Linked DNA regions of Mus musculus: regions 1 and 3 are each linked to region 2. A link is a contact called in public Micro-C and promoter capture Hi-C data. All regions are on one chromosome and are shown on one strand. Each heading gives the region's core, a stretch centred on a gene start, on an enhancer-like site or on the middle of the called end of the contact. The rest is flanking DNA. Distances are from core to core; before and after follow the strand shown.

The links. Promoter capture Hi-C pulls out the DNA fragments that hold promoters and counts their contacts. A called contact is a pair of places that touch in the nucleus more often than the background predicts.
Region 1: a Micro-C map of embryonic stem cells shows a contact between it and region 2, with 3 times the contacts expected there. The contact joins the promoter of Ncoa2 here to the promoter of Msc in region 2. A contact is called at or near these places in 2 of 484 Hi-C or Micro-C datasets (both in embryonic stem cells).
Region 3: a contact with region 2 is called in a promoter capture Hi-C map of embryonic stem cells, with 4 times the contacts expected there. The contact joins the promoter of Lactb2 here to the promoter of Msc in region 2. A contact is called at or near these places in 5 of 39 promoter capture datasets (the 3T3-L1 cell line, the C10 cell line, cranial neural crest and 2 more), 7 of 115 datasets of contacts at active chromatin or transcription factors (astrocytes, embryonic stem cells, extraembryonic endoderm stem cells and 1 more) and 2 of 9 other capture datasets (adipose tissue and embryonic stem cells).

What each region holds. Positions count from the first base shown.
Region 1 is chr1:13,372,725-13,376,318 of GRCm38.p6, reverse strand. Ncoa2 (nuclear receptor coactivator 2) reads left to right here and starts at 2,236. Exons shown (of 23, transcript NM_008678.3): 1 at 2,236-2,381. It also overlaps the pseudogene Gm51852.
Region 2 is chr1:14,754,234-14,757,891 of GRCm38.p6, reverse strand. Msc (musculin) reads left to right here and starts at 1,926. Exons shown (of 2, transcript NM_010827.2): 1 at 1,926-2,662; 2 at 3,567-3,658. The coding sequence starts at 2,144. The coding sequence ends at 3,653. Gm9947 (a long non-coding RNA gene) reads right to left here and starts at 1,905. Exons shown (of 4, transcript XR_003947744.1): 1 at 1,655-1,905.
Region 3 is chr1:13,658,458-13,662,206 of GRCm38.p6, reverse strand. Lactb2 (lactamase, beta 2) reads left to right here and starts at 1,698. Exons shown (of 7, transcript NM_145381.2): 1 at 1,698-1,878. The coding sequence starts at 1,757.

The sequences.
Region 1 (3,594 bases), core at 987-3,486, 1.4 Mb after region 2:
CAGTAATACTTACGTGTTGTTGAACTGGCACAGGACTTAATAGGCAAATACAAAAATAGTTTTCTGCAACCCGGAAATCATTGTTCAGTATGAGTCTTGATACATACAGGAGAGATTGTTACTCAAGGCAGCTCAAAGATGATGTATTGATAATACGGCTGGTTCTAAGAATACAAAGTTAAACATATAAAAGCAAAATAAATAAATACCACAGTTATAACATGGGTGTGACGTCTTGACACTATTTCAGTACTCCAAAGTGACATGATTCTTCCAGGTCCCGCTGGAGTGAGGCAGCTGGGCATGGAGTTCTTTACGCTACTGTAAGAGCTGTTTGGTTTGTTTTATTGTTTAGAGACAGTCGTGTGTCTTGAGCATTCAGTAAGAAGGTGCACTGAGTAACACAGCATGGAAGCAGGGATGTGTTTGTCTGCACGTTCAGCACAGGTAGTTTTTTCATGTTAATTCTGTTGCCACTGAGCACTGATGGACTCTGGATAGCTGCCTCTCCCCTCAAGAGTTGGAATAGAAAGCAACAAGAGTCTTTCTTAACTCTTAAGAATTTAGGACAGGAGAAGAAATCTAAGTGGCAATGGGGACATTCCTGCGAGGAACCCAACCTCCCTGCAAAAATATTATGGGTTAAGAGTGGAGGAGGACAGATCAGAGGGACACTCTGTATCTCCTTGTTCTGTCCCTAAGCTGCTGAAGGCTTTTGAGTCTTCGGGGAACATAATTTATTCTAGCTAATTAAAAAAAAAATCCTTAAAATTTACTAACAGGTGGTCAAAACCAATCATTCCAAACAGCAGACACTTCCCTGAAAAACGTGAAGTAGCCTATTGCAGACCTCCTTCCGATTCCACTCACCAATGTTAACATTTGTTACAGCTTTCTAAATATTTTCTAGCTATAGCCAAGTAGGCATATACTTTTCTTTTTCTTTGTCATAATAAACTGGAGCTAAAAAAAAAATACGATCAAAAAGCATGTTTTGCAATTAATGGACCTGGGCTCAAATCTTGCCCACCTTGCTTACTGTGTAACTCTACAAAAATTACTTCTTTAGGTTTCAATGTTTTATGAGGTATAAAAATAGCAATTACTTCGTAAGGTTTGAGGATTAAAATTTGGAGTGTGTGTGAATCACTTAATGCAGTGCCAAGTCGTTACAGTTCAATAAACACTTATTGTCTATGGCAAGTGACCTTTCATAAGAGTTAAAATAAGGAAACGTGTTCCTGTCATATTTTGATAACTTCCGTTAAGCAAACAAATGTTGCTCATTTCTTTCAACTAATTATATCTAAATGGAAAAGAAGTTGCTTTTCCAGTTAAAAACCAAACAACATTTAAACGTGAAAACTCCTCCACGTCTCCTTAATCCCAATACTCCATTGAGGATTTGATAATGGATTCCCCAATTAAAAAACAAAACAAAACTTTTGTTGTCTCACTGCGTGCGGAGAACACTCCCCTCGGTCTTTCTAAATACTGAGCAGCCTTTGCTTTGTCAGGCAATCCCGGGGTGGTACCCCGGTAAGTTCGCCTCCCGCGGTCACGCCCCTCTATCCCCTCCAGAGACCTCAGGGACAGCAATTGGGGAGGCGTATCCACGAAAAAACCGAGGGGACATGGTGGCCAAGGAGTGCGCCCCGGAACAGCGTCTGGGTGCAGAGGTGCGCCCGAGGGGTGCAGGCTGCCGGCTACCGGGCCCTGCCTGAGCGCGCGCGGGAGGCACCTCTGGGACTAGGTTTTCCGCGACCTTCTCGCCGCAGCGTCCCTGCCGTCGGAGGCGCGGCAGTCCCTTGGCCTCCACCCCCAGGCCCGGGCCAGTCCCCCTTTTTAGCTTTCTTTTGGGCATTGCCCTTTGCCCTCGCATGGAGTCCTCTGTTGACTCTCCCTTCACTTCCAGTCACCCATAGGTCACGGTCCCTAGACCACAGCCACCCATCTTGTCCAACTCCCCGAGCTCTGAAGTCTCGCCAGCCAGGGAGATGCTGAGGACCCCGCGGGTGGGGTAGCCCCGGTGTTCCCGGGCCCACGCTCGGGGGCGCGGGACGCAAGTTTCCGCCCGGTCCCCTGAGCGGTGACAGCGTTCGCTCGGAGGCGGCGGGGAGGCGGAGGGCGGGCCAGCCCCGTGCCCGAGCCCCCTCCCCTGCTCGCGAGCTCGCGCGGTCTGTGTCTCTCTCCGCAAGTGCAGAGCCGCGGAGGAGGAGGGGGAGGAGGAGGAGGGAGCTGGGGGAGGATCTCCATTGAAATAAACAACCAGGCAGCAGTTATTAACACGGGAACATGGCGGCCGCAGCCTGGGCTCCCGCGGCGGCGGCGGAGGTCAGCGCCGACGGCAGCCCGCACCTGACGGCGTGACGGCCACATTGGTAAGCGCGCCTCCCCTGGGGGCTCACGGGCGGCGGGCGGGGGGCGCCGCATTCCCACCCGGGCCGCTGCCCTTGGTGCGCGCAGCCCGGCGGAGCCGCGCGCCGGCCGGCCGGGCAGGCTGTTGTTGTGTGCGGGCACCGCTGCCCAGGCGTGCGGAGCCCGCGACGCCCATCCTCGAGGCGCGGCCGAGCCGGGGACTCGGCTCCCGGGGGGAGGGGGGAGGGCGGGAAGACGCCGAGTCCCCGGGAGAGAAAGGAGGCGCTCGGGCGCCGGGCGAGAGAGCTCGGGAGACGAGCCCTGGAGCGCGAGGCGGGTGGAGGCTGCAGCCCGCGGCGCCGGCCGAGAGGTGAGCACCAGGCTGGGAAGCGGCGGTTGTGCCGCGGGCCCCTGCTCCGGCCCCCTCGAGGCTGCGCGGCGCAGCCCGGGCAGGCGGGGGAAGCCCGGGCCGGCGGGCGCAGTCGCGGCCGGTGCTTTCTTCCCGGGAGGCGTGCGGCCACTGCTGCACGGGTGGGAGCCGGCCGAGGGGAGGCAGGACCTGGGAAGTGCCGGGGGTGTGTGAAGGTGACGCGGCCGGCAGGGGCGGCGGCGGGGGCTCGGGCGTCTGGGGGGCCTCGGGCTTGGGTGGCTTCGGGGCGGTAGCGCTCGGGCCGCGCAGGCCGGGCCGCGGTGGGGGCGGGGAGCCGGGGTCGGGCGGCGGCGGCGGTGGCGGCGCCGCGCCGGGCTCGCCCCTGACTTAACTTTCTGGGTGCGGGCATGTGTGCCGGAGGCGCGCTGGGGCCGCGGCCGGGGGCGGGAGGCGGGCTGCGGGCCAGGAGGTTCCGGGTTGGCTCGCCAGCGCCCCCTCTTCCGTACCCCTTCTGCGGCCCCTGCAGGGACAGGCCCTCGGGGGCCCCCCGCGGGAAGCGGGAGGGGTCCTGGCGGCCCTCGCGCCCCGGTCACGCCCTGGGCCGGGGACCCTCCTCTCCGGGCCCCTGGAGGCTCCCGGGGAGGCGTCCAGGGTCGGCGCCGCGGGCTGGAGTGCCCGCACCCCGCCCCTGGGGGAGTCCTGGAGGCGCCGCGGCCGCGCTCGGGGGTGGCTCGGTCCCTGCTTCCATGGTCCCTCCCTTTCCCCTCCCCCAAGTGGCTTCCGGGGCCTGCGGACTGAGGGGCGGGAATCGGGGACCCGAGCCCCTTACTCTCCGGGAGTGACGTTGGGCCTCAAGCCTAGAGGGC
Region 2 (3,658 bases), core at 677-3,176:
TACAAGGAGGAGAAAGCAGCCTTAATCCTCAGCGCTGAGGTTGGGCAGTTTGGGGAACTGTTTAGAGAAATGCCGCATACCCCCACCATTAATCTTTCCTAAGGAAAAGCTTTGTTCTGCACCTGTATAAACAACCCAGATTTTTAAAACCTATATGCCTGCCCCTAATGTGTGAGAGTATGTATTTATAGTGATAGCTTCAAGTCATCTATATGTAACACCTCTGCCTTCCATCTTTCTGCCTGCACCCCCATCTCCACCCCGCCCCCTTTTGCCTGGCCAGGCTTGCCTACAGTCAAGTTTAAGCAATCCAAAAACAAAACAAAACAAAAAAAACAAAACAAAACAAAAACAAAACAAAACCCAACTCTCTGCCAAATACAGCTGCGTTTCCCCAACCCAGAAAATCTGAGAGCAAAGGACTTTTTTACTCAAATTGTCTCACGATGAGAACCTCTCTTACCCTACCCCCAACCAAAGACAAAAGGTACAAGAAAACTTCAGGAACGGTAGCAAGTAGGGGTGGTTGTACACAATACCCCTAAGTGGGAGGTATCGCCTTGAGACAAGGTGGAGGGAAGCCTGAAGGGCCGAATCAACCCCTGCCAGCCACCTGCTATGATACTTCAGGCTCAGGGCTCAGCTATTTGTTCTGCTGTAAAGACTAGAATTTGCTAGGCAGCTTCTGCATCCGCGTATCTGCTTGACCCACTCTCATCTGGAACCTGTGAGAGGAGAAGTACAAGAAGACAACAGAGTGGAACAGAAAAGAAACTCAGCTTCCTTCTGCTCAGCCAAGGCAGTCAAACCCCAACCCTTTAAGGGCACCAATTCCTCCGTCTGGAGCACAGCGGGAGTCCCGGCTGACACCTGTCTGTTTGTTAACAAAGCCCCTCAGCTTGAGCACACTTGGCCTGCCTTCCACCTTGTTTTGTCTGCTCTGGGGTTGGGGAAGGCAAGGTGTTTTGTTGTGACTTGAAATGCAGCACAATTCTAGGGGCTGCTTGGTAGTCCTTTGGGTTTTGGTTGTTATTGGTCTTTCTTTGCTTTGCTTTTCCCCTTTCCTTTCTCTTTAATTTTGGCAAGGCAACTGTGCTGACATACTATTCTGCATCCAAGAACTTGCTCTCAAAGCGTTGGGTCTGAGTCCAAACCTTAATCACGCGGAGGAAATCTTACAACAGTGGAAAATAACATCTCTTGATGTGTAGGTTAGGAGGCTTGTGGCTACTGAAATGCTACAAACACACAGATTCCTGATCCCACTTATTTGCTCTCCCAGTGATTTTGCAAGATGGACATCATAACATGTAAGTTTCAGAAATTGCTTGAAGATGAAACAAGACAAAGTAGAAAAAAAGCGCTGCCATGTGAACTATAAAAGCGGGGGCGGAGGGGGGATGGGGGTCAAGAGATGGGTCATTGGAGCTGCTCCTTAGTTTTTGCTCTTTCTCTGTACTCGTTCTATGAAGCCTTGGATAAGCAAACACACATCTTGAGTAATGAACTTGAATGACAGGTCCCCAGGAACACACTGGGAGACAAGCCGCACTGGGCATGCTCAGATTCTTCAGTTCCCACTAAGACCAGCTGCAGGTGAAAATGGAATGAGTAGGAACAAGGTCTTTTCTTTTTGTTCCCAAATCTCACTTACCTCGCACAGATACTCTGAGGGTCAGTCGTGGGCGTAGAGGCCTAAGTCTTTGCTTTGCGCGCAAACATTCCTTGCCCCCGCCCCGCTAACCGCAGGGTTCAGGGGGGAAAAAACGATCCCCACCCCTTCCACGCCCCTGCCCCACCTCTTGTCCCCCTTTCAAGCCCCCTCTACTTTGCCGAGGGGGAGGGGGGTGGCTTTTCCCTAAGAGTACAGATAAATAGTCCTGTCAAAAGGCTCAGCTCGCGGCTGTACTTTTGGATCCGGAGTCAAGTTCAGCAGAGCCCTGGGCTACAGGGTCAGCAGCAGATCGCGCCCACTCCAGGCGCCCAGCTCACAGGGGAGCCTCAGTGCGGAGGCAAGCCCTGGTCTCTGGTCCTCCCCTGGGCTCTCCCACACCCCATCCTCTGTCAGAGAGAAGAAGCCAGAGAAAGCGAGACTGGCCGGGGAGGAGAAAGGCGCGCGCGCGTGGGCGCCGGGGAATAGGCGATGTCCACCGGCTCGGTGAGTGACCCCGAAGACTCGGAGATGAGGGGGCTGCAGAGGGTCTACCCGGCCCCGGCCTCCAAGAGGCCGCCCCTGCTCCGCATGGAGCGCGGTTACGGCTCGCCCAGCGACATTTCTTCTGCGGAAGAGGAGGACGGTGAAGAGGAGCCCGGCTCCCTGGGAGCCGCGGGAGGATGCAAGAGGAAGCGGCTCCGTGGGGCTGACGCTGGCGGCGCAGGTGGCCGCGCAGGCGGTGCGGGGAAGAAGCCGCTCCCGCCTAAGGGCTCGGCCGCAGAGTGCAAGCAGTCGCAGCGGAATGCGGCCAACGCCCGCGAACGCGCCCGGATGCGCGTGCTGAGCAAAGCCTTCTCCAGACTGAAGACCAGCCTGCCCTGGGTGCCGCCCGACACCAAGCTTTCCAAACTGGACACGCTGCGCCTGGCTTCCAGCTACATCGCGCACCTGCGCCAGCTGCTGCAGGAGGACCGCTACGAGGACAGCTATGTGCACCCTGTGAACCTGGTAGGGATGCTGCGCTCGAGGCCGGGGGACAGCAGCCCAGAGCGCTACCCGGGCCCAGGGCTGGCTCGGCCCCAGACGAAGAGCCAAGAGGGGAGGTTTCTGGAACCAGTGGTAAGGAATCTGGTTCAGTGACCTCCGAATCAAGGCAAGAGGAGCCAGCCATTTGCTGGGAGAAAATCATCCAGCCATCTGAAAATGTCCTGGTCCTTTGCCTGGCGACTGCTATCTGTTAACACCCTACTTCTGGGATAAAGTGTGGCTTCCCACTTGGGAGTATTTCTAAGTTTTTAGGCCAAGTTGGAAAAACAAAACAAACCAACCAACCAAACAAACAAAAACTCAGTTGCCCAACTTTTTCCAGACAACAACCTAGCAGGGTTGAATCGCCAGTGCTGCTTTCTTTAAAGGGGGAAGGGGGAGATTGGGAGAACCTAACTTTTTTAAATAAACGTTTGAGTGGTTTAAACAAAAGAAAACACTAATGCAACATAGTTTTCCTGGACGCGACTGTCCGGAAAGTCCCTGTCTAACCTGCCAGCTCCATGAGCTTGGGAAAGATCTCATCCAAACCTATTTAAAAAGGAATGCAGCGTGTGTGTGTGTGTGTGTGTGTGTGTGTGTGTGTGTGTGTGTGTGAGGGAGGGGGACATTAAATCACAGAATTCTAAACTCTCGCCCTTTTCACAGAAAAATCATGTGGGCAACCCATGAGGAAAGCATGAAGGTACGCTGTCGCTCTCAAATAATCAGTAACCAGTAGGATTAAAAATCTAATCAAAGGACAAGACACACACATTTCCAGAACGCTAATAAAAGCGAGGGACCGCCGGGATTCCCTTGGGAAAGTGGTTTCATTTTGTGATCGTTTCTCCTCCGTAACTGATGCTCATTTCAATTTTTTCAGACGTGGCCATTCGTGGTCTCTGGACGCCCAGACTCTGACAGCAAAGACGTTTCTGCAGCCAACAGGCTTTGTGGAACTTCCGCTTAGAGGGA
Region 3 (3,749 bases), core at 449-2,948, 1.1 Mb after region 2:
ACCCCTGAAGCTGTGTCTTGGTGCTTCCCTACAGCACTGCACCCATCCCACCAGCTGTAGACACAGTCAAACTCTCCAAGAGGCCATGCCCAGCGGACGCAGACCAACATATATCCATGCACTAGACTCCACTCAAGTAAGCATGCAGTCGCATACTTCACAGAGAAAGACAGCCTTACTGGGTTGTCCCAGACTGTCCACCCAGGTTTTTCTTCTACATAGTGAATTCAGTCTTGGTTGTGTGCCTCAGCATTTGCTGGAGGAGCCATATTCCTAAAAGGAGTAGGCTAAGGTAGTGAATACACTCTACATCTCTTTTGTGGTATATATTCATCATAATTTGATGGATATCTTAGGATCTGTGCATTTTCTTATAAGTAACTTATAACTAAAAATTTTAAAGTGGGAAGCAATGCTTAATACTTGCTGATTGGGAAAGGCAGAGAAAATTGGAAAAGACAGAGCAATTATATCACTTTCACCTTGGACACTAAACCAACCTATTTCCCTTGGCAAGGGTAGGATAGAGAGGAGATAAACAAGCCCCTCCACTCTGCGCAGATAGCACCATGTGCTCATGTAAAACAAGTGGAAGCAGAGCTTGGCTCTCCCAAACTCCAATTTACATTTATAAAATGGGGGGAAATTGTGCCTGTTAAGAGTTAAGAACTGCCGGGTGGTGGTGGCGCACGCCTTTAATCCCAGCACTTGGGAGGCAGAGGCAGGCATATTTCTGAGTTCAAGGCCAGCCTGGTCTACAAAGTGAGTTCCAGGACAGCCAGGGCTACACAGAGAAACCCTGTCTCGAAAAAAAAAAAAAAAGAGTTAAGAACTACGTGGGATTTTAAGAGTAGATAACTAATGGGGTTTGGGGCGATAGATCAGTTATTAAAGTGATTGCCTTATAAGCACGACAAGCAGAGGCTGATCCCCCAGAACCTATGTAAAAATGTGGGGCATGGTGTCTCATTTTTATAATGCCTGTACTGGGGAGATGGAGACATGGGAATCTCTGGGGCTGTCAACCGCTGGCCAGTCTGGCCTGGGTGGCAAGTCAACACTGGTGAAGGGTATGCACAGTTCCTGAGTCACCTGAAATTGTCAAATTGTCTTCTGGCCTCTGCAGATATGCACAGTCGCTTTTATTTTCTTTCTTTCTTTTCTTTACTTTTTTTTTTTTTTCCTGTTGTTGAGGATTAAAAAGTAATGTTCGGAGGTGGCCCTTGGCTAGACGCACACAGGTACAAGTAAGCATTGGTTGCCATCATTTATTGTAAAAGGTAAGCTATTCTTCAAATCACCAGCCTGCCATTCCTTCCTAAGTTGGTGACTCAGTAAATACTCCCCATACCTGCCTAGCTTGTGACCTTCCCTCCCCCACTTCTGGAGGTTAACTTCAATGAAGTAACTGCATTCTTCTTTATGGATATGTAAAGCTACTTGGAAACAAGGCTCAGAGACACAAGAAGCTCAGCGACGGAGCCGGCTGAGGCCAGTGCGGGCGGGTCAGGCCACCTCATGCCACAGTCACCGCGAACTCATCCCTCCACCCCACCCCCGTCACTTGGCTGACGGGCGTGCCAGCAAGTCGTAAGATAGTGGCCGCCAATCCGCTCCGGGCCACTGAGCGAAGTCCCACGTGATCCGCGCCGGGCCTGACGTCACGAGACCGCCGCCCTGCCCTCCGAGCCTGAGGTCGCAGCACGCTGAGTGACTTGGAATTCGGGTGCCGGCGGTCACCGAGGTAGATAGAGAGATGGCTGCCGCTCTGCAGCGCATCGAGCAGCTGTCCAGTCGGGTGGTGCGCGTGTTGGGCTGCAACCCGGGTCCCATGACCCTGCAAGGCACCAACACGTACCTGGTGGGGACCGGCAGCAGGTAAACGCCACCCCCGAGCCCCCGCAGCTCACGCAGTCACGTGGCAGGGAGGCAGCGAGAGGCCAGGCTAGCCCCCAGCGCGTCCCCGAGCTCTGCGGAGGACAGAGGGTGTAAGAAAAGCACAGGCTTCCCAAGTCTGACTCACAGTTTACTTGCTGTCTCGCTGCCCGCAGGTGGTGACCGAGTGAGTTTACCGTAGCCTGTGTGTTAGTGCACACTTGAAATCCAGTGTTTGGAACGCAGAGGCAGGAGGTCGCCCCCAGTACGAGGCCATCCTAGGCTACATAGCCACTTTCAGGCTTGGTTGGGTCATATAACTAGGCCCTTAAAAGTTTACTGTAAGCAATTGACTATACTAAATCCAGTCTCTTACAGTAGAGGGCAGAATTTGCTTCTAGTTCAACCGGAGTCTAAACCCGACAGAGCAACCCAGCCTGTGGGTAGGAGAAACTAACTCTTGCTTTTTCTACTAATCGTGTATGACAAGCATATCTTGTTTGCGTTTAAAGTCTCTATTATATTAACTCTTCTAGAGTAAAGGATATTTACAAGCATCGGACTCTAAAAGTAGACATAAAAGGTTTAGCCCAGAGTGAATCAGGCCAGGGGAAAGTACGGGACCTTTAGGCTTCCGGCATGCTTTTAGCAGCAGAGTGCCTAACCTCTAGAGTATGGTCTGAGCCCAGGACAATCTCTTCGATGTGCCACTTTAAACCCATTCTGAAGTCAGCACCTAAGCCGGAAATTGCAAATAGTCTGAATAACCCTGGAGAATGCCCTGCTGGAGTTTGCTGTATGGTTCCAGGACATTCAACACAGCCTGCTTTTCTTCGAGGGTTAAAATAGATGGCTGGTTTCTATGCAAACTGGATGAAGAAGTTACTAAGATGAACAGTTGCTAAGCACAAATGTTCACTGGAATCATATATTGTACTTAAGTAATAGTTTTATTTTTATAGGCTCTTTAGGTAGTAAGTAATGGTAAAATAATTAACGTGCAGATGATGCTACTCAAACTAAAGGGTGATTAGAAACAAATATTAACTGGGTCCAAAGCAGATGTTCAAGACTTGTGTCCACTGCTCCGCATCACAAAAAGGTCTAAGATGATAGGTGGCACTATATCATTGAACTCATTTTTACACTTCTGTTTCTGCTAACTTTGGGGCTCATTGGCCAATCCCTCCTTGCTGACACAACATCCTCTCTAGCTGCTGGTCTCTCATTCTCCATCTTTATCAGAGTTTTGTACTTCTCTAAATGCAATCCTAACTTCATGCTATTCAGTTACAGTTGTGTGTCATGCATGCGTATGTGTGTGTGCAAGTGAGTGTGTATGTGTGTGTGTGTGTGTTTTCTTAACTCTCCCCCATTACCTGTGCTCTTCAGACTGAACCCTACTAAAGTGAAGCACAGGCCTTCCTGAGTTGATCTTATAAACAGAACCATCACTGTATTTGAGCAAACAAAACGCTTAAACACTCCTTAACATTTTTCTCCTCCTGGCACACATCCAAGCCATCTTGGCAATGTGGTTTTGACTTCTATTAACCCATTCAGTTCTTGCATAGATGTCTGCACTAACCTCCTAACTGGGTTACCTGCCTCTGCTTTTATCCCTCAGCCCATTCTCCCAAAGGCAGCCATCTTGTTCACCCTCTGGCCCAGCCATGCAGCCTTCCTAGTGTCCCAGATGAGGCATATTTCGCCCTCCAGACTTTAAGTTCTCTTCCGATTTTTTCCACTTCACTCACTCTTTAGAGCTCACGTAAAATGTCAGTTCCTTGTGGAAGTTAGCCCTGACCTCTTAGACAATATTGTAATGCACTGTAGGTTTTGTGGTGTTTATCTCAACTGTAGTTTTTGGTTTT